3 separate regions of the Mus musculus genome follow, and regions 2 and 3 are each linked to region 1. Evidence: chromatin contacts called from public HiChIP or PLAC-seq data. All regions are on one chromosome and are shown on one strand. Each heading gives the region's core, a stretch centred on a gene start, on an enhancer-like site or on the middle of the called end of the contact. The rest is flanking DNA. Distances are from core to core; before and after follow the strand shown.

Region 1 (3,038 bases), core at 375-2,874:
TTGTTCCCTTCCCAGCTCCCAGCAAACGCTGTGTAACCCATCAGCCATGTCCTAGCTGATTTGTGTGCACCCTGACTTGGAGGGCTACTCCAAGCCTCCCATCTTTCTCTAGTTAGAGAGGAGAGCAAGGTGGTTCCATGTCCATCTCCCAAGAGGTGCGGAGGTGCACCAGGTTGTCAGCGGTCTCCCAGGGTTTTCACTTTCACTCCTCACAACAGCTTACCTGTCCATCACTTCCCAAGTTATGTTCCTTTGTTTCCAAAATCTGTGCCTGTGTTCTTCCCTAGTGGAGGGATCTCATCAGATCTGACTTGTGTTCTGAGAGGACCCAGATCCTCTCAGGGTTGTATTATTCAGAAGGAAATGGATAACATTGAAAAAGATCTAGATTTTGAGTCAGAAGACTTTATTCACAGTCTCAAGGGTTCATTGCTGGTGCTGACTAGGAGTACAGAGAAGTACTACATAAGACTCATTCCTTCATATACAGAGACTATTATGGTCAAATGTACATCTCTATACCAGGTACAAACAAACTTCAGATTAACCATCTAAGTTTAAGAATTAGATTCTTGTTATTCTGTTTTCTTCCCACTTTCATGTAATGTTCAATATAACATACACAAACAAAATGTACTTGCTGAGAGTTAGTCTTTAGATTACTGAAGTAGTTCTCACTTTGAAGAGGGTCCAGAAGTCTTGTAATGGAGAAACCAAGTCAGCACAGTGGGGGAACAGGGCAGGATAGACTTGCACACTCAATCAACTAGAATGGAAGTCTTAATCCTAAATGAAAGACTGGTAAAGGACAGGCTTGAAGCCACTTGAGACATTGAGGGGGTTCTGTGTGTTTGGAGTAGCTGCTGCAAAGTCATTTACTTCCTGCACTATGAGAAGAATGTGTTAGGATAAAACAGAAGGTAGCAGAAGGGAAGATGGCCTCACATGCCCAGCTAGCTTAGTTTCTCTGCCATTCTGCCATATATTCACTTTAGAAAAATAATGTCATTTACAGTATGACTTCCTCTGGCCTTTTTTATATTCCATTTCCTATCTAAAAGTTATTTCAGGGCCCCTAGCAGCAGCCTTCTGTTTTTCTGGGCTATTTAATGGTGTTGTAGGCTTTATATATGCCTGTTGATGACCAAAAAGCCAGGCGTACATATGTACATATATATATAATTGGTTTTTTGAGACAAGGTTTCTCTGTATAGCCCTGGCTGTCCTGGAATTCACTTTGTAGACCAGGCTGGCCTCGAACTCAGAAATCCACCTGCCTCTGCCTCCCAAGTGCTGGGATTAAAGGCATGCACCACCACGCCTGGCTTTTTGTGCTGAAAATAATGACAGGCACTTGTAATGAAGAAGTGGGGAGATATATAATTACCAGAAGATGGATTTGCTTGCTTATTGACTTTAGAGACTTTAGTTCATCCTTTAGTCCCCACACCTCAAAGAGCAAGAACCTCTGTTTTTCTGCATTTTCTCCCCTGGAGTACTTAACTGTAAGTTACTCTGATTCTGCACAGAAAGAGTAACCAAGTGTGGGTGAGAACTGTTCCTGGAAAGTGGTTTTGCCTTAGTTTTAGTCAAGGATCTCCACTGAGGGCCCTGGATGAGTCACCATTCCAGAGAATGCCTCCCACTTATAGGAGCTCAGGCCCAGGCTGCCCTGAAGTGAACCACAGCAGCAGCAGAGCAGGGGCCATTCCTAGAATTTTATTTACAGATAGAGTTCTTCTGAACTGTAAAAATCCACTGTATTCATTAGACTACAATTATAGTCTAACAATTTTGTAAGGAATTGTTTAGGTGGACAGAGCCTTGAAGACTGTAACAGCAGGAGGCATTCTTCCCCTCTCCCTGTCTTTTGGGGAGGCTGGCATGGACATGGGATGGGACTGGGCCCCAGGACACTGGGCCAAGGAAGGAACAAGGAGCCCTTCAGATAGATAGTATGGCATTAAAATGTTCTCTCAAGTTGTGGATGATTCATAAACCATTTTCTAATAGTTCCTACACTTTATGTAGTTATTCATAATATCAACTTGTTTGGCCTTTGTGTACATAAAATGTTAAATGGAACATTTGACTCTTCCTTTGGAGGATATTGGAAGTAGGACACAGAGCCTTGAGCATTCCAGAAAAGGTTTCACTGTTGAGTTTCTACCCCAAATCCCTGTTTAAATCCTCAGTGTTATGCTTCTCTGTGTGTTAATTTTAGGACACAGCCAAGAAAACCAAGGCATAGGATATTGATGTTAAAGGGCAGAAGCCTATCACTGTACTTAATACAAGATCAGGATTATCTCTTAAATTCACCAGTACTGTCTAAGTTTGTTATGGTCTGTTTGAATTACAGGAGCAGAGGCTTTTGATAGTCCTGAGTAATTGCTGCTATTTAGAACGTCACACCTTCCTAAACATAGCAGAACATTTTGAAAAACACAACTTCCAGGGAATAGAGAAAATAACACAGGTAAGTGCTTTGTAGTTAGTAGGCAAGTCCAGCGCTTTGCCACATTATCGTCTCAGCACCTCTTGCCTCCCTGTACCCCAGTTCCCCAGGCCCCATGCTCACTCTTCACCCTACCCATCTGAGAATGATTTCCTTCCTCACTTTAAATTGTTAATGTAACACTGCTTTACTCAGGAGCAAAACTGTCTGATGGTTGAACTGGTTAACTTAACCCTGTTCTAAAAGTCTGTTCAAAGGTCAGGCAAGACAATCAGGAGAAAAAAGTCAAACCTAAATCTAAGAATCTTCCCCATTGACTCCTGACGGAAGAAACCTTGAGGCACTGCTGAGAGCAACCCTGATCCTAACTGCAAGGGATCACTTCCTGCTGATCCAACCTCTGCCTCCTGTCTTCTCTTCCCGACTGCAGCCCTCCCTTAGCCTGTCTGCTTAAGCACACCCTGTTCTCCTGAGGCTGGCCCTTCCTTCCTTCCTTCCTTCCTTCCTTCCTTCCTTCCTTCCTTCCTTCCTTCCTTCCTTCCTTCCTTCCTTCCTTCCTGACTTCACTACAACTTTTGCT
Region 2 (3,038 bases), core at 195-2,694, 250 kb after region 1:
GAGGAGCTAGAGAAAGTACCCAAGGAGCTGAAGGAATCTGCAATCCTATAGGTGGAAAAACAATATGAACTAACCAATACCCCCCGGAGCTCATGTCTCTAGCTGCATATGAATCAGAAGATGGCCTAGTTGGCCATCAGTGGAAAGAGAGGCCCATTGGTTGTGCAAACTTTATATGCCTCAGTACAGGGGAACGCCAGGGCCAAGAAGTAGGAGTGGGTAGGTAGGGGAGTGGGTGGGGAAGCATGTGGGGGACTTTTGGGATAGCATTGGAAATGTAAATGAAATAAATACCCAATAAAAAGTGAAAAAAATAAATCTAAAAAAATAATAAAATAAAAATAAAAAAACATAATCACAGGTCCTATAAAAATAAATGAAATAATTCTTAATTTTAAAATATGTGAATAAATGCCGTGACTAGACACTTTAAAAAAAAAAGGAAAAATGGCTATTATAATCAATTCAGTAAAAATTCCAAGAGTTATACATATGTAGGGAAGGAATTAGGAATTATAAGGTAATCTTACAAAATTGTTAGAACTGTTCTTTCACGAAGTAATGTTGGATACAAGTTGGTAAACCATCGAATCACCCATCACAAGGACAGTGTGCAGTGTGCCATCTGAAGTCCTCCTGTTAGAAACAAGGATGGAATATGGATGGGAACATCAATACTCGGCAGCATGTTTGCAGTGGTAACCACGGTAGGTGTTTATCAAGCTCTGTGGACAAAAGAAAGAGTATTTGTATTTTGTTCTATGATAAACCTCCAGTTCAGGGCTGTATTGTACGACAAAAGTTGTCCCAAGGAGATGCAACACACAAGTCTGCTCACCCCAGAGAGGAAACTCATGACAAACCAAAAACAAATACCAACCAAGTCCAACTTGGTGAACCAGTGAGTTTTGTTGGGGGTTATTCACAGAAATAAGGTTGAAGGAGTTAATTACAGGAGCAGAAAAAAAAACACAAATACAAACTGCATCACCAAATCCCACAGTAGCATAGATAACCCTGGGAACCTGGATCACACAGCACACCCTGTCTGCAGGGAGCTCAGTAAGTTGGGTTGTAGCTCTGGACTTGAATCTCTTCCAGACAACTGGTCTGGTCTCAGAGTCTTCTCTGCAGCTTGTCCTGTCTGAGAGTTACTCTCAGCTTTTTATTATGCTGACACAGACTAGTGAATCTGGTCAGTTTCAGGGCTGAAGCTATTTTTGAGTTGCTTACCTCCCTGTTTAAAAAGGCTCCCTGAATGATGGAATGTTTCAATATCAGAAGAAACTGTTACCCAAGAGGGTGAAACTTTGAAGCTAGAAGCTTAAAAGTAATGCAAAGGCCACATAAGCCGATAACCCTCTAGAAGCTTCTAGAAGCACCGAAGTGCCACAGAGGCATACGATTTCCTACCTTTAACAGTTATGCCTGAAGCCTGGGTGACCTGTAGTCCAACGATAATGGGAATGGGGATGAGTTAACTCAGGGTCAAAGGAAATTACCAAAAAAGAAAAACATAGAAGTGGTATATCTGGGAAGGCAGGCCTCCGTTGCCTTGGACTCTGTGAGAGTGGTTGCCATGGCACCAGCAGTCAACAGGCTTCTTGTGACCCCTCAGAGCCAGTAGGTCTCAAATGAACTTGGCTCTTGGATATGAGCACATGCTTGAAATGAGGGGAGGGTGAGAAGGCAGACCTGAGAGGGCGTGTCTATGCCATAGGGAGAAAAAAACACTCAAAGAGAAGCCTGCTCCAGACTCAGAAAAGCCAGACCATTGCACTTTCTGTCCACATGGCTTCCAAGGCAGAAACCAAGCTTCCATATGCCTATGACAGTTCTTTCCAGAAAATCCTTCAGTTTCCTCAGAAACCCAGATTCCCAGGACCTGGTATAGATGCACCAACAGGGCAAAGATCTGGCTTGGTGAGGTTGTGCTTGTGGTTATCCTTTCAATGCCTTGGTTGTCCACCTGGCTTAATAGACTCTGATCATCTCTTATCATATGAAATGTATAAATAATTTGACCTCTCGCTCTCTGTTCTCCCCAGTGAGAAGTTTCTTTTTGTAAAGTGACTAACCATACTTCTTCACACTTGTCTCTGTGTGGGTGGGCACCCTGTCCTGGTCCTGGTCAGTTTAAACAAGGTAAGTTTCTTTTCTGCCCTTTGATGTCAGGAAGGAAAAAAAAAAACTGAGAAACCAAGAGACAGAGAGAGAGACAGAGAAAGAACATGCCTGAGAGAGACAGAAAGAGAAAGAGGCATAAATGGAAACAACTACTGAGGGGAGGGGGTGAGAGTGAGAGAGACACTGAGAGAGAAGAGAGAGAGCACTCGGAGGGAAAGCAACTCGTTCTAGGAAAGTGTCCAAACTCTTCTTCCTTCCTTTTAACTTTTGTTTATGAAAGGGAAGATCTTGGTGCTCACTCATCCCAGGTTTCTAAGGTGAGAACTGTTGCTTTTGGGCCTATCTGGGTTCACTGTGGACATGGGTAGGCCACACAGAAAGGAAGGGGGAGGCACTTTTGAAGAAAGATATGAGTCCCTGGCTAAGGAATGGAAGACAACTTACTGACAGTGGGAAACTCGGAAGAATGTGTTCCCAAGTGTCCGTGTGTCAGAAAAACGCAGCTCCAGCTCCCAAGCTGATCCGAGAATGCTCTCCACATTTCTGCTTCTATCCAGGCACCATCCATGGTATAGGATCCAGTGTCACAGAAACAGAAGGGGCGAGGGAAAGGGTCAGCAGTGCTTTGGACCAAAAAACAAATTCTAGGTGCTTGGGCAGAACAAGGGATAGCCTTTACCTCCATCCCGTTTGTTCCCCTCCAAGGCTCGCTCTCTCTCTCTCTCTCTCTCTCTCTCTCTCTCTCTGCAGAGCTGGATTCCCAGGTAACTCTACAGTTTGCAACAGGCACTTTCTTTTCCAAGATTCTTAATTGGTATGCAAAATAGCAGGCTTTATTGTAACATGCTTACACATACTTATTATGTACCTTGTTAATATTCATAAGCCCCAAGACACTTTTCTCTTTCTCT
Region 3 (3,038 bases), core at 324-2,823, 210 kb after region 1:
TGAGGAGGTCTGTAACAGACTTCTTGGTCCTTTCTGCTGGCTTTCCTCCCTCTGTTCCCAAAAGCACTACACCTAACATATATTCAGTACAGACTGTAAGTATTGAACCACTGAACATCTACATTTCTCTGTCCGTATAGTTTTCCATCTCTACACTAGAAACTGTGTCTGTACAAGCTGGTTATGATAATAAAATAGTCAAGGAATCTACTATAAGAAGTAAATAGCACAATGTGGATATGAATACTGCCACCTTCGCTGAGAAGTATGAAAAGAATATCCCTTAGGCAATCAATCACTTGTATACCTAAACCCATTCTTTCAATTAGAATATAAAATACTAGAAACCAAATGCAGAAAGGGACAGTAAACAGTGGCGCCAACTAGAAATGTCAAGGGAAAGCAAGCAGAGTCTGTCAGCCCCAGGCGGACATCTTCAACCGGTCTAATTTTAAAAGCAGAAAGCTCAGAGCGATGACTGATCCCTGTGCTAATGGGAACATAATACAAGCATATATTCATGAGAGGGAGTTTGTTTCAAATTTGATCACTGGCGAAAATAATAATAATAATAATAATAATATAATAATAATAATAAAATAATAAAATCCTAGTCACCAACACACAAAAGTCACAACGCACAAAAACATGGAGACTGTGCAAGGAGCATGCAGGCTTCCATCAAAGACATGTTCGTTCCCTCCTCGGTCTTGGATCTCTGCCTCAATAATCATTCCCATGGAAGTAACTAAACCACTGCAGAGCCCCTCGCCACAAAGCAGAGACAAATGTGAAAGGGTGAAGAAAGAAGGGGAGAAAGCGAGCCACACCGTTAGAACCTATAAACATGATGGATAAAGTAAGTGGAGACAAGATGGGGGGTAACACCAGAAGCTAACCAAACCCAGGACCATTTAAAATACTTGTAGAAGTACTTGTCTTAGTCCTGGGCATCCAGAGCCTTAGTAAGATTTCTCTTTGAACCAGCAAGTTCCTTAACCTTGAGACTGACACAAATAGAACCCGGAGGACTGTCACCGCCAGATCATCCTCAATCTAGGGGGTAGGGGTGAGAAAACCGGCCCAGAAGGTTTGGGCCACCACAGGGGCAAAGAAAGAGTTTCTAGAAGGCCTTGCGGCCACAACAGCCAGCCAACAGGTTGCCCTAAGGAAGCCCCACAACCCAGGGTCAACCAGCTCCAGACACCGAAAGCCATGTCAGTTCTAGGGTTTCCGTGAACTTCCCCCACCAGAGTGGCTTATCTGTGCACGCGCACACAAATCTGGGGAAAAGAGGAAATTACAGAAGCCGCCCATCTGGCCCGGTTCACCAATGCTGTGGGTGGCAGACGTCAAGGGGCCCGGTCTCAGGGGAGGGAGACAGACCAGCTCCAGCATGGGTCCCCCGCTCTCAAAGGGGCACGCTGTGCGGGTCAGGGCTGCGGAGGCTGCAGAAAAGAGGGTGCGGCCGGGACCGGACGTTACCTGGCTCATCCCACTCCCCATGGCCGCGCCGGGCTCGCCGCTCCGCGCTCGCGGGAGGAGACCGGGCGCGCAGCCGGGCGGGCAGGCGGGCGGGGCAGCGGGAGGCGGCGCCAGGGCGGCGCTCGCTGCGCGCTCCACCCGGGACGCGGCATTACTGTCCGGCCGTGCGGACGTCGGGGACAGCGGCCCTCGCCCCCGCGGCCGGACGCCCAGCGCGCACGCGCTCGTGCTCGCGCATGAGCCCCAGCCTACAACCCTGCAGTTTGCGCACGCGCGCCGGGTGGGGGGTGGGGTGGACGGAGGCAGGCGCAGCGGTAGGGGGGTCCCCAAGTCCCTAAAGGCGGTTTCCCCTGGGGCTCCCTGGTGCCAGTTACGGGCAGTGTCTCAGGCCTTGACTCCCCTGTTAGAGGGGCTCCCCTGTCTGGGTTTTCTGAGCCAACAAGGCGGGGGATTCCTGTGGGCCCTGCCCCACCCAACTCAGACCGAGAAGGAGCATGCTCTGGGAAAGGTGGGCTAGGTGACTCACCTCTGCAGAGACGTGACCCTGGTCGAGGAGAGGAACCCAACTGTCTCTAAATGGTCTTTTTCAGGGCAGTGTGTTGCAATGACTACCCCCAGAAAGCCCCCACGTACCTGCACTGCGGTTTTGTCTAGCGTGTGCATGCATTCTAGCATGTGGGCCATCTATCATCCTTGGTAATTTTTTTTTCCCCGAGACATCTGTGTAGCCCTGGCCCTGGCTGTCCTGGAACTCACTTTGTAGACCAGGCTGGCCTCGAACTCAGAAATCCACCTGCCTCTGCCTCCCGAGTGCTGGGATTAAAGGTGTGCACCTGGGATTAAAGGTGTGCACCACCGTGCCTGGCTTATCCTTGGTAAAATTTTAATTTCCTTTATAGGCACTAAGACCTGGGGGTTTGAACATCCCTTTCACTTGGGTAACCCAAGACCCTCAGAAAACACAGATACTTAACATTACTATTTAAAACAGTAGCAAAATTACAGTTATGAAAATAATTACAGTTATGAAAATAATTTTATGGTTGGGGGTCACCAAGTTATGAGTAGCCATATTAAAGAGTCACAGCATTAGGAAGATTGAGAACCACTGAACTAAAGGTTTCTCATTTCCATTTTGTATTCTTGACAACGCCCTACACCCAGTAGATGCCAGTACTTGTTGAATGAAGATAATGCCATGTTTCAAGCCCAATTCTGCTGGCCTTAGATCACCCTCCCCCTTCCTGGAATCAGCCCCAGGGGCTGCTCTGTTTTTTCTTAGACATCCTAGGCTTGATCTTACACAGGGTCCTGTGTTACTGACATCTCAACGCCCAATTCTTTGCATAGCTTTTTTGAGGTCTTAGTACAAAGGTCATCTCCCCATAGATTCTTCTCTCAACTAAAGCATCCAGTTTATAAGATATACTCCAGGTACCTATGACATTACTGTGTCATATTTTTTTCATACACTTAGGATCAGAAATTATACTTAATTGCTTAATATTGACCTATCTCATAAGCTAATAACTTCCTGAAAGAGGTCTTTCTGT

Evidence for each region. HiChIP or PLAC-seq counts read pairs in DNA pulled down with a chosen protein or histone mark.
Region 2: a contact with region 1 is called in a CTCF HiChIP or PLAC-seq map of CD8 T cells, with 9 read pairs. The contact joins the promoter of 4930519D14Rik here to the enhancer-like site in region 1. A contact is called at or near these places in 1 of 39 promoter capture datasets (the 3T3-L1 cell line), 1 of 15 datasets of contacts at CTCF or cohesin (CD8 T cells), 2 of 484 Hi-C or Micro-C datasets (bone marrow-derived macrophages and cardiomyocytes) and 3 of 115 datasets of contacts at active chromatin or transcription factors (CD8 T cells, bone marrow-derived macrophages and large pre-B cells).
Region 3: a contact with region 1 is called in a BATF HiChIP or PLAC-seq map of CD8 T cells, with 7 read pairs. The contact joins the promoter of Dusp22 here to the enhancer-like site in region 1. A contact is called at or near these places in 1 of 39 promoter capture datasets (macrophages), 1 of 15 datasets of contacts at CTCF or cohesin (the NIH/3T3 cell line), 2 of 484 Hi-C or Micro-C datasets (the AML12 cell line and cerebral cortex), 3 of 115 datasets of contacts at active chromatin or transcription factors (CD8 T cells and bone marrow-derived macrophages) and 3 of 9 other capture datasets (adipose tissue, liver and macrophages).

What each region holds. Positions count from the first base shown.
Region 1 is chr13:30,864,272-30,867,309 of GRCm38.p6, reverse strand. It overlaps Exoc2 (exocyst complex component 2), which reads left to right. Exons shown (of 28, transcript NM_025588.2): 22 at 2,363-2,479. Among named protein-coding and RNA genes, the nearest start is that of Hus1b, 82 kb to the left of the region's middle. Within about 2 kb of position 1,624, at least 23 of the 459 cell types and tissues checked have an H3K27ac peak or open chromatin away from gene starts, as enhancers often do. A contact at or near this core is called in CD8 T cells, where this site is marked.
Region 2 is chr13:30,613,449-30,616,486 of GRCm38.p6, reverse strand. 4930519D14Rik (RIKEN cDNA 4930519D14 gene) reads right to left here and starts at 1,444. Exons shown (of 4, transcript NR_045975.1): 1 at 1,414-1,444; 2 at 531-725. Gm35109 (a long non-coding RNA gene) reads left to right here and starts at 1,612. Exons shown (of 4, transcript XR_001780836.2): 1 at 1,612-1,923; 2 at 2,049-2,145.
Region 3 is chr13:30,658,594-30,661,631 of GRCm38.p6, reverse strand. It overlaps Dusp22 (dual specificity phosphatase 22), which reads right to left and starts at 1,573. Exons shown (of 7, transcript NM_001037955.4): 1 at 1,486-1,573. The coding sequence starts at 1,506. It overlaps Gm35158 (a long non-coding RNA gene), which reads left to right and starts at 1,589. Exons shown (of 3, transcript XR_382157.3): 1 at 1,589-2,181.